Linked DNA regions of Mus musculus: region 1 is linked to region 2. A link is a contact called in public HiChIP or PLAC-seq data. All regions are on one chromosome and are shown on one strand. The core of a region is the stretch at or near the end of the contact, and the rest is flanking DNA. Distances in the headings are between cores, read along the strand shown. Region 1 holds the start of Chmp3 (charged multivesicular body protein 3). Region 2 overlaps Rmnd5a (required for meiotic nuclear division 5 homolog A).

Evidence for each region. HiChIP or PLAC-seq counts read pairs in DNA pulled down with a chosen protein or histone mark.
Region 1: a contact with region 2 is called in a FOXA1 HiChIP or PLAC-seq map of pancreatic cancer cells. The contact joins the promoter of Chmp3 here to the enhancer-like site in region 2. A contact is called at or near these places in 4 of 39 promoter capture datasets (the 3T3-L1 cell line, liver and macrophages), 31 of 484 Hi-C or Micro-C datasets (the AML12 cell line, B cells, the C2C12 cell line and 22 more), 9 of 115 datasets of contacts at active chromatin or transcription factors (bone marrow-derived macrophages, embryonic limb bud, embryonic stem cells and 5 more) and 3 of 9 other capture datasets (adipose tissue, liver and pancreatic islet).

What each region holds. Positions count from the first base shown.
Region 1 is chr6:71,538,096-71,545,255 of GRCm38.p6, reverse strand. It overlaps Chmp3 (charged multivesicular body protein 3), which reads right to left and starts at 1,404. Exons shown (of 6, transcript NM_025783.4): 1 at 1,223-1,404. The coding sequence starts at 1,267.
Region 2 is chr6:71,416,107-71,422,947 of GRCm38.p6, reverse strand. The region is part of intron 2 of Rmnd5a (required for meiotic nuclear division 5 homolog A); the gene reads left to right. Among named protein-coding and RNA genes, the nearest start is that of Rmnd5a, 21 kb to the left of the region's middle. Within about 2 kb of position 3,882, at least 71 of the 459 cell types and tissues checked have an H3K27ac peak or open chromatin away from gene starts, as enhancers often do. A contact at or near this core is called in the C2C12 cell line, embryonic fibroblasts, pancreatic cancer cells and 2 more, where this site is marked.

The DNA of each region.
Region 1 (7,160 bases), core at 155-2,654, 120 kb before region 2:
TCTAGTAAAGTACCCCTCTTAAAAAAAAAAAAAAAAAAGAACACGCACCGGAAAATGGCAACGTTAATTAGACTGGCTTGACAGCTACACTTCCATAAGTGAACTAAAGGTTTAGAAGGACAAGTTTGAGTGCTGTAGAAACAGTGCTTCTCAAAGGTCAAGGCACATTCTAACCACTCGGGATAGTCATAATTTAAATCTGATTTAGTAGGTCTGGAATGGGACCCCACAAGTGCTATGTGCTGGGAGCTGGTACTGTTGGTGCGACTACTGGTGGTCAGTAATAAGGCTGGGTGTGTAAAGAATGCACCTTCACGCTGGGCGGTGGTGGCGCATGCCTTTAATCCCAGCACTTGGGAGGCAGAGGCAGGCGGATTTCTGAGTTCGAGGCCAGCCTGGTCTACAAAGAGAGTTCCAGGACAGCCAGGTCTACACAGAGAAACCCTGTCTCGAAAAAAACAAAAACAAAACAAAAAAAAGAATGCACCTTCACTACCACTACTAGCTCAAACTTCACATCCTTCAATGGTCAATTACTGCGGTAGCACTCTTCCTACTTGACATAGGAGAAGTCTCGGACAAGTTTTTCGAGATCAGAGAGCCGAGACGTCTAAAAGTAGGACTCAAACTTAGGCGGCTGATACTTGGTTTCTAAAATAACTCAATTGATAGGCAGATCTAAGGATTCAGAGTAGGATCCGAACTGTTTTCGGTAGCATCCTTATGGGTAGGGCCTGAGAGAACTGAGCTTCTAGAATAAACACAAGTCGGGCTTCCCTGCACACAGAGGAGAGCGAGAAAAGGACCTGCCTGGCAGGTGCCTGGACTTTTTGGGGGCTCCGACCCGGTTCACCGCACACAACCTTCCGGTCTAGGGCAAGTCCTCCGGGTGGTCTGCAGGCCGGCGCGGGGGCGGGGCTTGCGCAGGAGAAAGGTTCCGGGCGGCCCGTACCACCGCGCGCAGGGGAGAGAGTGCTTCCTCGGGGCCCGGCGGCGTGGCGCCTCCAGCGCCTGGGGGCGAGGCCGAGGTGCTCCTAACCAGGCCCTACACACCCGGGTCGGACGCCGAGCGGCCAAGGCGCGCTTCTCCTCACATCCCAATCCTAAACTCTTCCCTCGGCCCCTCGGCAGAGTGGAAGGCCCCGGAAATAGGGGCCAGCCTGAGAGCGCAGCTGGCTGTTCCCACCTCCGCTGCGGAGCTTCCCCGGTCGCTGGCCCTTACCAGCTCTTTGGGAGGCTTCTCCTGGGTTTTTCCAAAGAGTCCCATGATGAACTGAACTCCTCTTACCCCTTCCGACTTTCCGTTCCCTGCGCCCAGGCAGGTCACGGGCAGCCGCCTGGGCGGGGCTGGGAGGAAGGGAATCAGACGCCCAGAGAAGGGCGCGGCGGCAGCAGGGCTAGTACGCACGCGCGCGGCGCAGGCGCAGAGTTAAGTTGGGTGGGGTTCTACAGTGTGGATGACACCATTGCTCATAAGGGAGCTTAAGTGAAGTATAGAAGTAACTCTTAAGATATTTATTGCCTACACCCAAAACCTGTCAGCTAGCCCAGAAATATATATCTCAACGCTGTCACGCATATTTACAACCACTTCCCAGATATTTGTGGATGGGTTTCTCTTTGGGTCCGTAGTCACCTCACAGACTGCAAATCTACACACCTACTCGAAAACTTGACATCGCCTTCTTTCCCCTTTGTAGGAAGTCTTAAAAGTTCTAGCAGTGATCTTATGCTGAAGCTGGAGAAGAAGGGATTGATTCAACAGATTATAACATTTGTTTCGCTTGTAAGATTAAGGTTAAACAGACCTGCACGAGTCAGCTGAAACTAACTTTTAAAGAAGAGATAACAAAAGACTTGCATTCTGCACACATTAAAGAAATGGATTCATAGACAAGGAACTGTGCAAGGAAACTTGGGCCCCTGGAAGAACAGGAAGCCACTTCTACAGCCTCATCTTACCTTTAAAAAACAAACACCGGGGAAATCTTTTTTAAAAAAAACCCTATTTTCTTTACTGAAACTTTAATGATAAACATAAATATTCTCTAATGGAACAGAGGCAACCTGGGTCCATTGTCTATTCCCTCTGGGAAGGAACCAGTTAGTATATCTTACAGTTAAGTCTGCATATGTTCTGGCTTTCATATCATAGCTTTCTATAAATTGTAATATGGCCACTGGCTGGGTGGAGAGGAAATCAGACTCCTAATTTTCTTTATTATTTTTAAAATGTTATTGTTGGAGAATTTCATTCATGAATGTGATATGTTGTCCACATCCATTCCTCTGACTCTTCCCTTGGCCTTTACTGATTTTTGTTTCCTAATCTCTTTTAAAACACAAAGGAACTAAACTGGCATACTTATGGCACCTGCCATCCACTTTGCCCATTTTAATTCACACTTTCACCCGGGTGGGCACCAGGTACGAACATGAAGCGTTCTGTGCCTGGCTGTGCTGCGTCTTCAGGTGGATGCTGAATTCCTTCTGAGCTTTGGCCTTCCTTGTGTTTTGTCAATGGTCCATTGGTTTATTCTGAACTGGTTGGATACCCTGTTATTTTGTTCTCATGCAGAGGGAGGGTTTGTTTACTTTTGTTTGTTTTCAGAGTATTTGTTTATTTGCTACCAAGCCAGCCCTTTCCTCCTACCACTCCAACAACTAATTCTCCTTGCTTTTAGCAAACTTGCCTCTTTTAATTTAGAAAGTCTGATCATAAAGACACTATAGATAAGAGGTATTCTCATATCGGGGTACTCGAACACAACAAAGGGAGGGTCAGAAGAATCTCCCCAGCACAAGCAGTAGCCTCAAAGAGAAGCCCAAGACAACAAGTCCCAACTCTGGTTAAAAGCTCAGTTGGAAAGACCCACATAGGGGATGACCACATTGTCTTCAGCCCTTCTACGTTCCATTAAATTTACAGGATAAATCTAAGTCACTGTTATAGAGAATGTCTCATGCATTGTATAGATGCATCACATGTCAATTAAGAAAAAACCTATAGCATATAGGAAAGAGTAGGATAGACTGTGGGACATTCTGGAGGCAGAAGGAATTCTGGGATAGAGCCAGGCAGGGGAGATTCACCTGGGAAGATGTGACCAAACTGCTTCATAGTAACTGAGCACAGGTAACCAGCCACATGGCAGAATATGTGTTAAAAATAATTGGGTTATTTTAATTTATGATCTACTCAGAAGAGAGCCTAGCAATATGGCCAAGGTATGTGTGAATATTTTTGAGTCTGAGTCTTTATTTCTGGGCACATAGAGCTGGGAGGAAGAACTGGATCTAACTTCTACACACTGCGGGAAGAAGTGACCTTAGGGTGAGACCCACCTCAGCTGTTATTATAACTGATGCAGAAGTCTCATCCAAAATACAGGCCTGTCCAACTAGCATGAAGGATTATAAGTTTCAGGGAAGAAGGGGGAAAAAAAACACTAAAATGAGAAGCAGAAATTCAAAGAAGAAGGAAGTATTTGGTTAAAAGCTGCCATTTGGTACTCTAGGATGTTTGTGTTTGAGTATTATGTCAATTTAAATCAATTGTTTTAAAAACTGAGGAATGAGAGAACATGTGATAGTCTCTCCTGATTTCACTCTCAGAAGTTCTAGGCAATAGCACTAAACACAGACAGACTACACTGATTAAAGTTTAGGAGCATCCAAGAAAGGAAAAGAGATTCATAGCAGAGCTTTGGGAAGTTGTCAAAATTGTAGAGTCAACAAATGACAAGAAGTTAATGAGAAAAAAAATGTATAGATACAGTGTGTCAAACCTTCTTAGCCTTTGACTACTTTCACAATTTTCTCATTTGATATAATTGAAATGTTTAAGTCTTGTTTCTAAAGTGGGAAAAAATCTATATTAAATCTTACCTACCTCCCAAATTCTCATTTTTAGCCCATTAAATATTTTATGTTTATTTAGGAGTGTAGCATGTATGTTTGTGTGAGTGTGTGTGTGTGTGTGTGTGTGTGTGTGTGTGTGTGTGTGTGTTCCGTGTTTCCTTTAGTTGTCTACATAAGTTTTCATCAATGTCAGTATTTATAACTATGTGAGTCTATAAGAAAATGTATAATAATTTAATTATTTTCCTGCTGTATGATATTATTTCCATTGTTACCTGACTAAATGCAATTCAAAATGTAGAAAGTGCTGAAATGTTAAGATATGCTACCTTTTCTTCGAGGGCTTTGACATAGTATCACCATTAGATTCATTTGGAATACAGGTAGCCTGCACATATGCATTATAGTACTGTGAACTTCTATAACTAGTACTCGGAATGCCTTCTCCCCCGCCCCACCTTCCCACTCCTTGCTAACAATGAACAGAAACTATTGTGTGTTGGGGGCTGGAGAGATGACTCTGGCGCTCAGAGCGCTGGTGGCTCTTCCAGAGGACCCAGGTTTAATTCTCAGCTCCCACATGATGGTTCACAACCATCTGTCATTCCAGTACCAGGGATTCAGGTGCCATCTCTGGACTCCAGAGTACCAAGCAGGCAGGTAGTGCATAGACATAAATACAAGCAAAATACCCATTCATATAAAATTTAAATAAATGAAACCTCAGAAAACATTTTAATGTTGCTAATCTGTGAACATATATTTTATTTTCTGATCCTTTACATGGCTAAGTTAGAATATGTTCACTCTACAAAAGGAGGGACTTCACTATTATGTTTTCATGTAAATGAACCACAAGAGTTGTTCATATTCACCCCATTATCTTTTCCTGTCCTCTCTCTCTCTCTCTCTCTCTCTCTCTCTCTCTCTCTCTCTCTCTCTCTCTCTCTCTCTCTCTCATGGTTTCCTTCCCACTGAAGAGACTCTGGCCAGATTGAGCATGGCAAACATAGCTCTGTCAGGCGTTGCCCTTCTCGCCCATTCCCTCTGCATAAAAACCGTTAGACATTTGTAAGGCTAGCCACCAAGGTCTATTCCCTCATTTGGCCACTCACTCCTCCTGAAACTGACTACTAGATATCAACGTATTGAAGTCCAGCAATCAAATGCCCCCTTTGGCTCACCTAATAAACATGCCCAATTAAAATTAAACACCTCATAAAACACAGGGCTTCTCCTTGTACATTTATAAACTGCCATTTTTCTATGAGCTATGTCTGTCTGACTGTGTGTCTGTCTGTGAGAGAGAGAGACACAGGGAGATTGTGATACTTGTGTTTCAGAGTCAGGGGTTTTCTCGGTTTTGTTTTTTAGAAGAGATTGTTCGGTTTGGATTGATTGGTTGTGTTTGTTTAGGATGAGGTTTCTCCAGTTTTATACATTTTCCCTGCAGATGATTTAATATTGCTTTTCTTTATGGCTGAGTAAGACTAGATTGAGCATCTATGGCACATTTTCTTTGTCCAGAGGTCTATAGGTGGACATCTACTGACTGGGTAAACTAGCTGTTTGAATGTTGCTACATTAAATATAGACGTACAAGCATCTCTATGGGAGGCTGCCTTAGATTGCTCTGCATAAATCTAAAAGTAGTCCCACTGTGGTACTTGTGTGCTTTCTGGATGAAGGCCTTCCCAGTTGGTGTGAGATGGAATCTCTGTGTAGTTCTCATTTACAGTTCATTGATGTCTAAGGATGTTGATGTTTTTCTCCTATGTGAGAACTCTGTGTTCAGTTCATTTGCCCATTTGTTAGTTGGGTGTGGTTTGTTTTCCCTTGGTTTGGTGTGTGTGTTTAATTTTTTGGATTCCTGGTTTTGTTTGTTGAGTTAGAGTCTCACTGTATAACCCTGACTTGCCTGGAATTCAGAGAGGTTGGCCTCCCTCTCCCTTCCCATTACTTGGATTAAACGCTGCTTGAACTACTTTTTTTTTTGAGGTCTTTATATATTCTTATATAGAAATGTCAAAATGTTATACAAAAACTTTTTCAGTTCATGCAATTTCATTTCTCAGTTATTGCAATTATTTCCTGGGTGGTTGGAGTCCTTTTCCGAAGGATTTTCTGGATGTTTTGAAGTGTTCTTTCTATATTTTCCTCTAAACGTTTCAAGTCTTCTAATAAGGTCCTTGATCCATTTTGGATTAAATTTTGTGCAAGGCAAGAAATAGGAATCTATTTTTATTCTTCAGCTGTGGGTTTCCAGTTTCTTAGCACTATTTGCTGGTAAGATGTGGTCTCTTAACAAAGCATACTCTGTGCTCCAGATAACTGCAGTTGTGTGTATGAGTCTCTTTCTGGGTCTTCTATTGAAACCCATTGCTCTATATGCCTGTTTTTGTCCCAGTATGAGGCTGCTTTTATTGTTATGCATCTATACTGTGATTTGAAATTCTATGTGAGACATCTCTAGCTTTGCTATTTTTATCCAGAATAGCCTTAACTAATTCTGTGTCCATAAGATGTTGTGTTAATGGGAAGGTAAACTGAGAAGTTTCAGGAGGTCCCTGAGACTAACCAAATTCGCTAAGCCCCTCCTTACTAGAGAAAGCAGTAAAAGCAACAAAGAAGACTTTCAGACAAGTCAAGCTGTAAAGAAAATTCTCAGACCAGACTAGCTGCCTGGAAGAAGTAGAAACCATTTAAGCAGCCAAGAAGAGATTTAGACCAACTCAGGCATCTGGAAAGAAACTGTCCAACCTGCTGTCACTAATGTTGGTATGGACTTTGGTAATGCAGCTAGCTGTCTTTGAGTTATTTCTGTTCCTATAAGTAACTCCTCAACCATACTCTTGTAAGTAATTCCAATAAAACTCTGGTTCATCAAGATGGACTTTGGTGGTTGGCTTAGTTAGGGTTTTATGCTGTGAACAGACACAATGACCAAAGCAACTCTTATAAATAGTTGGGGCTGGCTTACAGGTTCAGAAGTTCAATCTATTATCATCACAGTGGGAGCATGGCAGCATCTAAGCAATGTGTAGGTGTAGGAGGAGCTAAGAGTTCTACATCTTCATCTGAGGGCCAATAGGAGAAGACTTACTCCCACATGGTTAGGAGACAGGTCTCATTGCCCATCCCCACATGACACACTCCCTCCAACAAAACCCATACCTACTCTAACAAGGCCTCACCTCCTAATAATGCCACTCATTGGGTCAAGCATATTCAAATCACTACAGTGGTATTTGTTCTTTGATCTGTTGTAGGCAGCCTGTCTGAGGTAAGTAGGTGTGTGT
Region 2 (6,841 bases), core at 2,633-5,132:
TTTTTTTTATATTGGAAAGTACTTTTTAAGTTAGTGAAAGGGAATTGGTAGCTGACATAAATATATAGGATATAAAGAGAAAATGGTGATTAAAAGGCAAGGAAGGCATTCCCTAAGAATGAAATAAAACATACCAAACTACTCTCCACCCCAAATAACTAAGAGTAATAAAAAAAAAAAAAAATGCAGCCTGCCATGGTGAACCTTATTTAGGTGCAGTAAAGTGTAAAGTAGCTTGACCTTCGTGGTCAGGATGGAAGGTCTTTCTTTTGAAATTGCATGGATATCAGTAGGAGCTGCTATAGTCTCTCTTTCTTGTCTACTTGGGTCATAGTACTTTTCTGAGGATGGACCTTTCCCAATCAGATGTGTGCACTGTGCCCCAGACATTTTCCAGTTTTCCCCCAGGTGTGTATGTGAGGGGGCGGGGTAGTTGTTTATTAGAGCCTTAGGGAAGGGAGTGAGCTGGCTAGTTTTATGTCAGCTTGACCCAAGCTGTGGTCATCTGAGAGGAGGGAACCTCAACTTAGTAAATGCCTCCATAAGATCAAGCAGCAGGCAAGCCTGCTGGGCATTTCTTAATTAATGATTAATGGAGGAGGGAACAGCATATGGTGAGTGGCTGTGCCGGTTGAGCAAGCCGTGCAGAGCAAGCATCAGCTCCTGCCTTCCAGTTCCTACCCTGTTTTGAGTTCCTGTCCTGACTGCCTTTGATGGCACACTATGATGTGAAGATGTAAGCCAAATAAACCCTTTCCTCCCCTAAGTTGCTTTGGTCATGGTGTTCCCTAACAACAATATTAACCCTAGTTAGAACAGGGAATCTGGGAGTGTATGAGGTCGGAAGGTGTCCTAGGAGTGGGGTAGTGGTTCTGGAAGGAATCTGGTCTGAGGTGGGAGACAAAGCACAGGTGCCAAGAGAGGAGGGAGCATCTCTGAAGCATTATCCCCCTGCCCACCACTTTCCTTAAAACCAGCTTGCTTGAGTGAAAAGAACTACTCCCTATAAGAACCCAGCATCCTAACAGCTAGATGATCTGTGGTTCCTTGCTTACTGAACATAAGCACTGGTGTGGAACCACACTGCCTCTGCCCCTCATAGCCTGAACACCATTTTCCGTACAGAAGCTGAGTGGAGTTTTGCCTTCTCTGCCATCTGTTTTATATCTGCTCTAGGTTATAAGCCTTACGTTTTTTTGTTTTTGTTTTTAAAATAAAATTGTTTCAAACTGAATGAAGCTACATTAATTAAATGATAACTGTTTATTAAACTATAGTGCCGACCACAAAAGAAAGCCTAGTAGTCGGGGCTCATAGATTAGGGCCAGAAGATTTCTCTGGACTGGTGTATTCCCACTTCATGTGATCACGAAGGTAGAAGATGGAATACTGGGCTTGGTCCAGCACCTGTGGCACATTAGGCCAAAAAGCACAAAAAGACCTATACATTAAGTTGTGCAAATAAATCTGGGCTGTGACTGGATTCAAGTGGTGTGTGCACGCATTTATTACCACACCCAGTTTAAGTGATTTTGAATTAAGGAATTTGTTGTGGCGTTTTGTGTTTTTGAGACACGGTTTCTCTCTATAGCCTTAGCTATCCTGGAATTCACTCTATAGACCTGGCTAGCCTCAAACTCTGAGCCACCTGCTGGGATTAAAGGTGGGTACCATCACCACTTAGTGAATTTGTTGGTTTTTTATGTGCTTGTTTTGTTTGCATTTTCTAATGGCTCAGCAGAAAAACAAAGTGCAAAGTGAGCAAGACTAGTGACCTGAGTTTGATCCCTAGAACTCGTGGTGAAGGAGAGAACTGGATGTGCCGTGGTGAGAAATTATCCGCCTGTTTTTACAGTCACACCATATACACATAACAACACTGATAAAACTTTAATAAAAATTTGTGCTTCTAGTGGAGATTATCTTACATGTGGCATCAGAATCGGCGGCGGAAAGGACTGACTCACCTTTTGCAGGTTAAATATTTACTTTGGATGAATATTGGTAGAACACTTTGTGCATTGTTTACATCTTCTTGAATAATGGTTTAATTTGAATCCCAGCAACTTCAGTCCTAGGTATGATGTGAAAACTGAGGTTTATGTTAGAGCCAGAGAGCAAATGGGGAAAACTGATACTAAAACCTAGAGCTGAGATTTTAAGGAACCTTCTCAAGTAGAATTCCTTGGGAATTGGTGTCTTTGGAGGATCTGCAGTATGCACAGGAGTCTTTCTCCTTTCCTTGTAAAATGGGAAAGTATGTTTGCCATCTTTGGGAGAATAAGTCACTGGCATTGCTCTGCTCTGTCCTATCCTTGTTCTCTGTCCTTGAGGGAGATAGGGAAGCGACAGACAGGTTGTGGAGCATGTTATCTTTGTAAGTGTGCAGCCTGTGGTGTGGCTTAGTATGTCTTTATGTTTATAAAGTAAAAGCTTAGCAGTTTGAACCTGTCTTTCTCTTAACTTCAAATACCAAAGCAGAGGTGTGAGTATTGTACAGAGGAGGTAATAGGATGTCAAAAAAGATAGTGTTGGCATCTAGAGTCCACCTACGCTTCTGCTTCTGCTACACTACCAGGCTCATTTCCCAGCCATAGCTTGTGAAGGACTGTGGTCTAGCATATGCTAAGTACAGGTTTATTTCCTCATAGGTTTTGAACCTTAGCATCAGCTTTACAGGGTGTTGCCAGACTTTCCCCTTAGGGTTTATACCAGTTTACAGTCCTGTTCAGCACACCTGGGGCAGTGCTGTTCCCTCTTTTCTCATCACATTTGCAATGGCCAGATAGTAACCAGGTGGGTGTGAAATAGTGTCTGGTCAGACTCACCTTGCCTTTCCTGTGTTTTGAAGTGGAGCATCTTTTCACATGTTAACATTAGGATGACTTCTTGTGAATTTCATATTCTTTTGCCCATGGTTTCCTCTTAGATTGGCTGTCTGTCTTTTCAGTTGGAGGTTGCTTCAATACTCTTTGTGAGTTGAATATGAAGTAGTGATTTCTCTCAATCCAGGTCTCCTTACTCTGTTGAGAGTCCTTTGGAGTTTGCTTTGTCTTACTAACCCAGATTAACTAGATGCTGAGAAAGAACCAGTTCCTTGTAGGTCCAACAGTAACCAATTGTTGGGTTCATATGCCAGTTTTTCATAAGTAGATGGGAAGCTTAGAAATAACACTGAGAATTGGCACTTAGGAATTAAAGCAAATACTGTTTTACAATGGACTGCTCAGTAACTGTGATTCACGAATGCATTTAGGTGAGCAATAAAAACTACTCTTTAAACCTACCTGATTGTATATATGAAGTGGTTAAAGAGATAGCATATATAGGCTGTAATTTAGTTCTCATGACTTCTCTACCCTTCAGTCTCTTAAGTTTAGTATGTTGTGGTTTTCTTTTTCCAAGCTTTATTGTGTCCTGCATAAATGGACACACTTTGTTGTCCTTTTTTGGTTCTTGTTTGACTCCTTCTCCCAGTGTAAGATCATCATGCCAGGCTTCTCTTTGCTTTATTGTTTGTTTTTCAAGACAGGGTTTCTCTGGGTAAACCTGGCTATCCTGTAACTCATTCTGTAGACCAGCAGGGCCTGAAACTCAGAGATTTGCCAGCCTCAGCCTACCAATATTGGAATTAAAGGTATGTGCCACCATGCCTGGCATATTGTTTGCTTTTAGTTTGCTGTGTAACCCAGGCTGACACTGAACTCAGGATCCTCAGGCCTCTGCTTCCTAAATGGTATGTAACTCTCATTGTTTTACAAATATGAAAGGGAAAAGTCAAGCATGTGGTGCTAATAATAGAGGTGTTTCTTCACATAGTGCCTCTGCTGGTTTACCGTGTTGTTGATTTCCTGGCTAGCCATGTAAATGTGTTTGGTCACCTAGTAACAGAAGCTGGAAGCAATGCCAGCTCTGATGCAACACTGAGTAAGAACCTACAGTTACCACAAAGGGAGTTGACTTGTATTTCATCCCTCAACATCCATTTATATTTTGGCTTTAATTTTTATTACGTGCAACGAGAACATAAACTGTAAAAGGGTTTCTTGTCTTCCTTAATTGCTTAAAATGAAAGAATAGATAGTTGAAGGGAGTTTAGAAACATGTATTCTTCTGTCCAAGACCGCAACTATGTTAGAAAGTTTCACTGTGGTTAAAGATAATCCTACTGGAAAGGGTGTTCTGTTTTTCTTACCTATGTAGTAGTAACCATAGAAGGCTTTGTGAAGGGAAAGTGAAGATGTGAAGGGCATCCTTGTAAAACTCCATACATACCACTGTTTAAATGCTAGACTTTTAAAAGGTTTCTCAATAAGCATTTATTTTTTGGTATATATCTCAAGGAAATTAATTATCCAAAGAATTGTATTATTTGAACAGATAGTGTTAGTGGTAACTGTTAGATTATTTTAAAAGCAGCTGTAGAGAAAAAAGGCAGAAGGAAAGAAAGGCTTGGTCTGACCTTAGGCAGTGTGATGGTTTCCATATGCTCATCCCAGAAAGTGGCACTATTAGAAGGTGTGGCCCTGTTGGAGTAGGTATGGCTTTGTTGGAGTAGGTGTGTTACTGTGAATGTGGCCTTTAAGATCCTCATCCTAGCTACCTGGAAGCCAGTATTCTGCTAGTAGCCTTCAGGTGAAGATGTAGAATTCTCAGCTCCTCCTGCACCATGCCTGCCTGGATCCTGCCATGCTCCTGCCTTGAAGATAATGGACTGAACCTATGAACCTGTAAGCCAGCCCCAATTAAATGTTGTCCTTATAAGAGTTGCCTTGGTCATGGTGTCTGTTCACAGCAGTAAAACCCTAAGACATGTCTATTCACTGCATGAATATTCACTATTACCCACATGTTTGAATGGCCAGAATGCCTACAGAGGAAGATGGGATGTGGAAATGACTTCCATAGTCCTCAAGAGAAGCTGGGAGGTATAGTCCTTCAGCAGGAAGCTACCAGTAACTATTAAAATTCTGATTGTATGTTATGGAGTCTGTATACTTAGTCTCTGCACTTGTAAGGAAGGCAGGGTGTCAAGAGTTCAAGATCATCTTTATTACATTGTGTTTGAGGCCACCTTAGCTACATAAAACCCTGTTTCTAAAAACAAGCAAACTGATAATATATATTAACGAGTAAAGATATCTTTGAAAGCATTTTTTATTTTCCGTGGTGGTTTTCTTTCTTTCCTAGTGAATTAAATCGCTGTTGACAAGTTTGTAGGCTGGTTGATAAGATTGAGAAGTAATTATTAGACAAGTCATTTCTACCCGGGGCTATGTTTATTCACAAACCAGTGAGGGATGTAACTCAGTCAGGTGGATATTGCTTATTACATATGCTTAGGCATGTGGAGAATTATAGGCAGATTCTGAGTTTGTAGTGAATCACATCTTTAGATACCCATTATTTATTTGTTTGAATGGCCTCTAGGGTATAAAATAGCCCCAGTGTACTGTGGGTTTCTAGCTGAGTCTAGAAGAAAAGCAAAATATCACCAGTCCAGTTTTCTGGTTGTTACAGACAACACACAAAATGTAAATTGCTTTTTTAAAAAGTGTCAGTGAGCTGCCATGAATCAACTGTGAAATGTAGGATGTCTGTTAAGTAGAAGTGAAACTCGGACGTTTATAGGTGATTGTGCTTCATTAGTACTGGGGACCAGTCAGTTTATGTGTGCGTCATTTTAGCATTAGGTTATTTGTGGTTTTTTTCACTGGTTAGGGTCTAGTTCAAGAGATTGGATAAGAAGCCAGGCAGTGGTGGCACATGCCTTTAATCCCAGCACTTGGGAGGCAGAGGCAGGCGGATTTCTGAGTTCGAGGCCAGCCTGGTCTACAGAGTGAGTTCCAGGACAGCCAGGGCTACACAGAGAAACCCTGTCTCAGCCCCTCCTCCAAAAAATTTAAAAATTAAACAGTAGAGACTTATGAACGGCAAAGAAGGCAAAAACGAACTAGCCAGAAAACCTTGAAACCAGGATACAGATTTGCTTTCCTCACTCTTGTTGTTGTTGTTGTTTGTTTGTTTGTTTGTTTTGTTTTTGAGACAGGTGTGTGTGTGTGTGTGTGTGTGGCCCTGGCTATCCTGGACCTAGCTCTGTAGACCAGGCTGGCCTCGAATTCGCCTGCCTCAGTACTGGGATTAAAGGCATGTGTCACCTTCACCCAACTTCTTTTTTTAGTTTTGATGTAAATTTGCCAAAACAAAATCTTCTTTGTCCGAGAATGCTTACTTCATTTTTCTTTCTGAAGGATATTTTTATTAGATATATAATTCTGGAATACTGATTTTTCTTGGGAGTGGGGTGGTAGGGTACTATACTCTTAACTCCATAGTTTCTGTTGCGAAATTATAATCATTGAAATCATAGTCCCTCTGTAAGTAACAGGCCATTTTTCTTTTTTTTTTTCTTCTTTTTTTTAAGTCTACACACATGTGCACACATGCACATTTGTACATGGCATCTTTAGGTGTTCTTGTTCCTGCTGTATATGTATGTCAAGCTAGCTGGCCTGTGAACTGAAGATTCTCCTGTTTCTGCCTCCTGCCTTGCTTGCTATAGGAGCTCTGGGATTGCAGATGTGTGCTACTGTACTCAGCTCTACATGGGTGCTTGGGATCTGAACTAGTCTTAGCTCCACGGAACCATCATCTCTTTAGTCCAACAGGCCATTTTTTCCTCAGCTGGTTGCCTTGGGCTTTTGTTTAATTTTGTTTCGTTTAGATGTTAACATTTTTATGCTTTCAAGTGGGATTTCTTGTCCTTTTTGGAAGTTTCCTGTTTTTTGTATCTAAGTGTATTTCTCTGGCAATTCTTTTTCCTATCCTTTGGTTCTTTGGT